2 separate regions of the Anser cygnoides genome follow, and region 1 is linked to region 2. A link is a contact called in public Hi-C data. All regions are on one chromosome and are shown on one strand. Each heading gives the region's core, a stretch centred on a gene start, on an enhancer-like site or on the middle of the called end of the contact. The rest is flanking DNA. Distances are from core to core; before and after follow the strand shown. Region 1 overlaps CXXC4 (CXXC finger protein 4). Region 2 holds the start of LOC106045318 (radial spoke head protein 6 homolog A-like).

Region 1 (3,439 bases), core at 549-3,048, 380 kb after region 2:
ACATGCTGCTCACACAGACAGAGAAAAGCAGTCCACTTTCATCCCCCTAGTACACTATTTGAAGTGCAGGTCTTTGTTGAACAGGCCCCTGAGTTTAAAAATTGCCCTTCTGGGCCTCCATGCTTCTTGTCCCTCAGCAATTTCAATATATATTTATTCATTACAAGGAAACTGGGGGGGAGGTTGTAATTAAGTCCTCCTGCTCCACTTTTTTTTTTTTTTTTTTTTACCAGAAACTTGACTCAAAACAGGTTTTTAGTCCAAGAATTGAGATCTATTTTCTAACACATGCTTTATGCATTTCTAGACCTCACCTAGATTAGAAGTGGATGAGCCAAAGCAAACACACATGTGCACACAAACACACAGTGCTAGGTGCGTTTTTCTGTGTGTGAGTGCAAAAAAAAAAAGACAGAGTGAGTTTGCTTTCCCTGTACTTCTGCATCTGTAAGCAAGGAGGCTTGAAAACCCTGCAAAGAAACTCTGTTCCCTTGAGAATTCCTGCCTAGCTCTCTGCAGACTGAAGCAGCAGTCTCTGGCTACTGTGCACGGGAATCCCAGGATTTTGGCACAGTTTTAGCATCAGCATCATTAGAAACATTGATTTATTTTAATTGCCACCTTGTACCCTGTACCGCCACATGCAGTCAGAATGTCAATTCTTTATCAATGTGCGCGGTTGACATGGAAACAGATCAGCTGAAATGGAAGCAATAAGAAAAAAACGTGTTGCTCCTCTAAGTTATACTTAGAAGTGGTAAATCTGTTGTGTGTGCTACAGCAGATTTAAATACTCAATAAACTACACCGAAGAAATAAACAACTATTTGGGGTGACAGTCATTTTAGTTGTTTACATCATCGACTGCATTTAGGAAAGCTCCAGTGTTACTATGGAAACCACTTTTGCTTAAACGTAGTTGTGGACGCACTTTAGGTATGATCTAAATTAACTGAAGATGGAGGCACAAATCCTGGGGGGGGGGAAAGAGCTGAAGGAGCGACTGGCGGCTCCCTGCCAGCCCTTCCCGGCGGGGGGACAGGCACAGCGGTCCGTAGCTGAGACCCCTCGGCTTGTCCCTGTCTACGCTCCCAGCGAGGACCTGAGGCAGCTGAGAGGCTGCACAGGTTTAGGGTTTAAAGATAACAGAGACGCAGAGCTGCTTATCATCCCCACGCAGCTCGTAACGCACCCCAGGGCCACTCGTTCTCTCCCTCCGGTCACCAGAGGGGTGGTGGTGAGAACAGGAGCCTGCAAGAGGCCCGCTCCCCACCTCTGGCAGAGTTTGGGGCTTTCCTCTGTGGGATCTCTCCCCACAAAAGAGGAGAGCTGCAGGAAGGTGAATCTGTTGCAGAAGCCTTCTGCCAAAATCTGCGACTCTGAGCGGCCGCTGCCTCATGATTAACTTCACAGAGCTAAGAAACTGTCCTAAAAGATGCAGCACAGACCTTTGACCAACACCACATTTCCACTAGAAAGATTAAATCTCTGTGCAGCTAAAGCTAGTTTCATAGTCATAGGGAACAAGGCCAGAGGGGCCACTGTGATCTGCTGTTCTTAATAGGGATTAAAGGAGCCTACGGCCTCCAGAACACCTGCCTCCCAAGCTGAAAGCGAACGACGGCGAGATGGAGATCAGTGAGCAGAAAATGGAGGGAGAGGCTCCTCTGCCCTCTTGCCAGGTGCCAGGGCAAGGGGCAGCAGAAGGAGCAGACACGTTTAAAATGACTTCTCTAAACAGGATCACGGAGGCGTTTGGAGCCACGGGCTGTTCAAAGCCTGAGGAGCCCGGCAATAGCGTCAGGCATTCCAGCTCTGAACTTGCTGGGGCAACCCCCACACGCTTCTACTGTGCTAAGACATCAAGGAATGTGGGCTTTTTTTTTTTTTCCCCCCTTTTCCTCCCTTTTCCGGTTTTCACGTTTCTGCATGATTACATTAGATAATGATACATACCTCCCAAAGCTCGTGCATCAATTAACAAGGTAAGGAAGGACACACATCATTAACTACACACCAGCCTGTGAAATACGGGCATGGAATATGGCATAACATGCTAAAAATAGCATGGAGGCCTGCCTTGTTTAGGTCAAGTTTTTACTTTAATTCCCTAATAAAACATCTGATATCAAACAACGAAGTGGAAGACACACCACTGCTTAGCCTCAATGGGTGCTCCAGACAGATCCGCTGTGACTTAACTTGCACAGCAAAGCCGAGAAACGTGAGTTTATGCGAGCATGAGGCACAATAGTGCTTTAACCTCATGCAGCATTTATCAACCTGAATGATCCCAAACTATTCTACAAACCAGCTACTAACCGAAAGGCTTCCACCTGTGCTGTTATCCTACACATAGGGTTTGTGTTTCGGTGAGATTCAGGCTGCGCTGGATTAGACGCTGGGCCAAACTGCTGATAGAGCTGCATACAGCCGGAGACGAGGAGACAAGCTACTGGCTGTCGCGGTTGTTCACAGACAGGGCTGTATGGAGAAAAGTCTGCTTTTCTCAAGTCGGGCTGAGGGAACAGAGCCAGATGAGAAAAAGACACGCAGCGCATGTCTCTGCGGGTACAGTGCAATTGGTCCACAGCAGAAGTGGCCAGTGAGTGCGATAGCACGGTATTTCTAGATCATTAAAGCATGCATACTGGAAGCGTTCATAGTTCTGGAAGGAGAGAAAGCCTCTGTCTGAAACCGCTTGTAGACTGTGCAGAATAGACTGATGAAGCAGAAAAGCCTCTTGCTTATACCCAATTTTCAAATGGGGAATAGGAATTTGAAGATCACCCTGGAATGTTGTAGAAAAGAAGAAAACAACCCCAGCTGCCCTGAGCATAAATGAAATGCCTTACACACACACACACACACACACACAAAAACCACCTTCCTCCTCCTCTGCTGTAGTTTGTGGTTGTCAGGAAAATATATTGCAGAGAGACAAATAAAAAAAGTATAGTGGAAATATTAGTGCAAACTCTTACTCTTTTGAAACACGTCTCATCGACAGCTTGGCTTCCAGTTAGAATGTATGAAATCATCATTTTCAAAGCCTCATCTGAAAGAATAAATGGCGATCTTACCCTATACTGATGGCAATAAAGGCAGCAATCTTCTGCCTATTCCAAACCATTGGTACTGTTTTCTAATGTCCCTAAGACGTCCGAGGAACAGATGCTCCTAAAAGCCACAGTCTCTTGATCGACTAAATTGAATGCTTTTGAGAATGTCACCCAGAATTCTCGTGTCAGTCCTGAGAAAACACAATCTAAACCAGAAGATGATTTTGATTTTCCTCCTGACTCAGCAGATGAAGAGATAATTAGATAGGGAAAATGAGTATTCTTGAAGGTAAATATACCTCCTGTAATCCTGCTGCCTACTGAACTACAGTATGCCTCCTGCAATGAGGAGCATTCTAACTCAGCATCTGGAAACC
Region 2 (3,763 bases), core at 721-3,220:
CTGAAAATTTCCCTGTTTAATGAAATGGCTTTTTGATTCTAATAGTTGTTTCTTCTTGTAACCATATATTTTTTTTTCTAGTTGGAGAAGGAAGGACTGGAACTGCAGCTGGAGCTGGAAGGAACACAAAATTCTCTATTTTACAGTAGCAGCTGTGCACAATATTCTGAAAGAAGTATCCAGAATTATGGTTACTTTAGGTAAAGAAATATCAGGTTTAGATAAAGAAAAGAATTTGGGTGGAATATACCAGGTTGAACGAGCACATGAGAGATACTGTAAACTTTCCTTTCTATTTATCATCTCCAGAACATCTATGCTTTTAAAAGCTCGGGATACTAGATTTACTGCAGCAACTAAATTCCAAACTAAGTAACCAGCTGTGTTTTCTTCACAACTTGACACGGGACCAACTTAACTGTGAAGAGGGTACATGCTACTGTGGCTGTTAATCATTTCATGCAATCATGAGAGGCAATATTATGGGGGAGACCACAACTTCCACCTTTTCTCTTTTGCCTTCCTGCCACCCATCTCTCCAGTATATTTGATATCTATTGTTCTCTGATAATAACTCACTATCTTTTCTTCTAGTTCTTCATCTCCTTCTTCATATGCCTTGAGGAACAAAGTTTTACGCCTTTCTGCAGATTCAAATGTTGGAAGCATTGCAGGTTCATCTCGAAGAGTATCCATTTTTTTCTGAAATTGAGCCCACTTCACATCCTTGCTGATATTCTCAATTATGTCTACCACATTTGTGGGCTGTTCATCCAGGATCTTTGTTAGGGTATTAGCAAGATGATCATATCTGTCATATAAATATAAGTATTATTATTGATCTACTATTACAGAAGTCTTAGAATATTGTTTTTAATATCAAAAGTACAAGCTAATCACCTGGGCTTCAGAGAAATTGGAACAGTTAGATGAAAAGGGATCATGCAGCATTTTGGAAAATTAGACTTAAAACTAGCCTCTTTGTAATATACTTAAGAGTAGCCTCATCTTCCATTTTTCGTTTATCCCACATCTGACCGAGGAGCTAAAGCAGAATTCAAACCTGGCCTTAATCTAATCGAAGTCTCTTTGAACACCATAAATTCCCTCTGAAATTTTGATTGAAAGGGGCCAGACACACAATTATAGCATAGTGATTAAATACTGCATTTATAACATGTTCTGCTTTTCTATACTCTGCTATCCCTGATAGCATAACCCTTTACCCTTTCACCACTACTTCCATCTCCACTAATACTTCCTACCCCTTTCACTCTTGTCTCTTTTGCAGACTTACAAGTTCAGGCCAGATGTTGTGCTGCTCGTCAGCAAGTAGGCTTTTGCATTCTGAATTGCCAGCATTCGGGCTTCGGGATCTGGTATTTGATCATCATATGGGCTGTATCCTGGCTGATAGAGCCCATAACCGGGTTCGTGTGGCTGATAGGGGCCATGCCCATCTTCATAGGCTTGGTAAAGCTCCTGTCCTGCTCCGTATGTCTGATAGGCACTTCTTGGTTCCTGTGTTTGGTAAGGGTCAAATCCCAGCGCTTTGGACTGATTCATGCTTTGGCTTGCCTCCTGCGCCTGGTGAGAGTCCTGTCCCTCTGCATATCTCTGGCTGAAGCTTACTTCTGGTACCTGGTGCTCATAAGAGGCTTGTTCCATCCCCTATGGATGATATTGAGTCAGGGTCAGTAATTTATACGGTGCCTGACCGACACTTTCTCGTCAGTAGGGGTCTCAGTAGCGTACCTGCTGCTGGGAGACCCTGCTTCCCAGCTCTTGGGGCTGATCAGCCCCCAACCCTACCTCCTGCTGTTCCCGGGAACCTGCTCCCGCTTCTGACATCCGAGGCCCCGACTCCTCAGAAAGAGACCGACAGAGGCGTCCGCCGTTGCTAGAGGCGCGGGGCCCGGAAGGGGTGGACCCGGCGGCAGTGCTGAGGAAGGGCCGGACACCCGCCGCCATTTGCCGCCGCGCCCCGCGGGCGCTTGGAGTCCGCCATTACAGGTGGGCTCCGAGGGGGGCAGCGTTCGGGGCGTTCCCGCCTCCCACCAGTAATCAAATGTTAAAATGCTTGAGGACGAGTTTCAGTGTTACAAGGGAAGAACCTGCTGACTTTTTAGTTACTCAAGATTTGCTTGACAGAAATGTGGTAGCGCAGCGGGGCATGCTTTTGCAGCTCCATCAGGTGTTGTGCTACAGCACTACCAACTACAACTGGTTGAAGTTATGTTAAAGTTAAAAACCTTCACTGTATGTCAAAAAGTTTCTCATGTAAATCATGTCCTTTGTTGCTTATGCTCAACCTCACATCATCTTCTTAATTGCTTATGACCAAGTCAGTAAAGAACTCTTACTAGTTGACTAACCATGTACCTAGTATTCAACAAGGAGGCTATAAAACAAGTAGTTGTTTTTTTCGTAAGCCTTTAGGCAAGCACATTTAAACAAACGTCTAAAGCTGGCCGGCCCAAGAGTAAGTGTCAAATGTTTTCTAAAAATTTGACATGACAAATAATACCATGCCAGGGTACCCGAGTGAAGAAATTGGAGCTGTACACATCTCTACAAAATGCCCTGTTAACGTTATAAAACAAAATAGCGCAGCTGTTTGAACTGTAAAATATTCTTAATCTGTGATCAATGGATGAATTAACATAATTTTTTATAAATACAGCTTATTTTGGATACTTCTTAGAAGTAACCAGAAAAAAATAATTCTGATGAGGCATTGCAAATTGCTTTCCAGTTCCAAGAGAGTGAATGCCAGAAGAACCACTGAGGAATCTGACTTGGAACAGCAGCAACAACAAAACAGCTTTCCACATCCTTTCATAGGCAAGGCATTTAGAAGAAGAATTTAAAAGTTCCTGCACAACGTCCCTGTGATGCCAAAAAGTAAGGTAATATCATGAAAATGTTAATTCTGCTGAGATTCAACATGAAGAGGTTTTGACTTCCTGGTATTTGCAAGGAGTGCGCCGAAGGTCGTAATTTTGCAGATGTATTTGCAGAGCTTACACATCAACTGCAGAGGGCGCTACAGTACTTGTGAATTACTTTTTATTTGCTCTCCGTAGTTCTTATTTGGAGGAAAACCTTGCTTTGTTGTTTAGTAATTAATTTATATAAAATGTATGAAATTATCATTATTTGTGTAATGTTTTGTGAGGCACCTGCTCAAGAAAGGCCAAGTGCTTTATCTTTACAACCTCTATTAGCAAAGAAAGAGAAAATTAAGAGCATGTGTATTTTGCCACAGTGTTACTCTCTGCCTTTACTATTATATAGATTATTAAATCTACGAGGGGCTCAGGGCAGAGAGTACCTCAGTGCAGAAGGATGTTTTATCAACATGGTGTCATGATCTCTCACCAATAAAGAAGAATAGCAACTGAAAATATACAATAATACTGCAGAATCTCACTGTAGCGAACACAATCAGTAGGATGTGTTAATTAGCTGACGAGTAACTAAAGTATTTCCTAATGTTTTTCCAAGGGAGATATGCTAATGGCTTGTGTTGATACCTGACCACAGCAGATGGTCTCTCTTGTACTATGAATTCAAGACATTTTTTCAACAGCACTTTTTAAACTGAAATCTTGTTGTCTGCTGACTTCCAGTCGCAGATCCAGAGGTGGTATAAAATGTCACATGTAGAACTGAACATTTGTTGCATTGCAGTACAGTTTCATTGCTGAATTTTGAACACGCTTGCACTGGTAGGGGAATCTGAATAGAGCTTCCCATTTCA

The links. A called contact is a pair of places that touch in the nucleus more often than the background predicts.
Region 1: a contact with region 2 is called in a Hi-C map of granulosa cells, with 2.2 times the contacts expected there. The contact joins the enhancer-like site here to the promoter of LOC106045318 in region 2. A contact is called at or near these places in 2 of 7 Hi-C or Micro-C datasets (granulosa cells and liver).

What each region holds. Positions count from the first base shown.
Region 1 is chr4:74,752,088-74,755,526 of Taihu_goose_T2T_genome, forward strand. All of the region lies in intron 7 of CXXC4 (CXXC finger protein 4), which reads right to left. Among named protein-coding and RNA genes, the nearest start is that of TET2, 43 kb to the right of the region's middle. Within about 2 kb of position 1,799, at least 1 of the 3 cell types and tissues checked has open chromatin away from gene starts, as enhancers often do.
Region 2 is chr4:74,367,046-74,370,808 of Taihu_goose_T2T_genome, forward strand. LOC106045318 (radial spoke head protein 6 homolog A-like) reads right to left here and starts at 1,971. Exons shown (of 8, transcript XM_048066449.2): 1 at 1,756-1,971; 2 at 1,298-1,671; 3 at 580-811. The coding sequence starts at 1,971. It overlaps LOC106045331 (a long non-coding RNA gene), which reads left to right and starts at 1,887. Exons shown (of 9, transcript XR_010831572.1): 1 at 1,887-2,013; 2 at 2,756-2,909.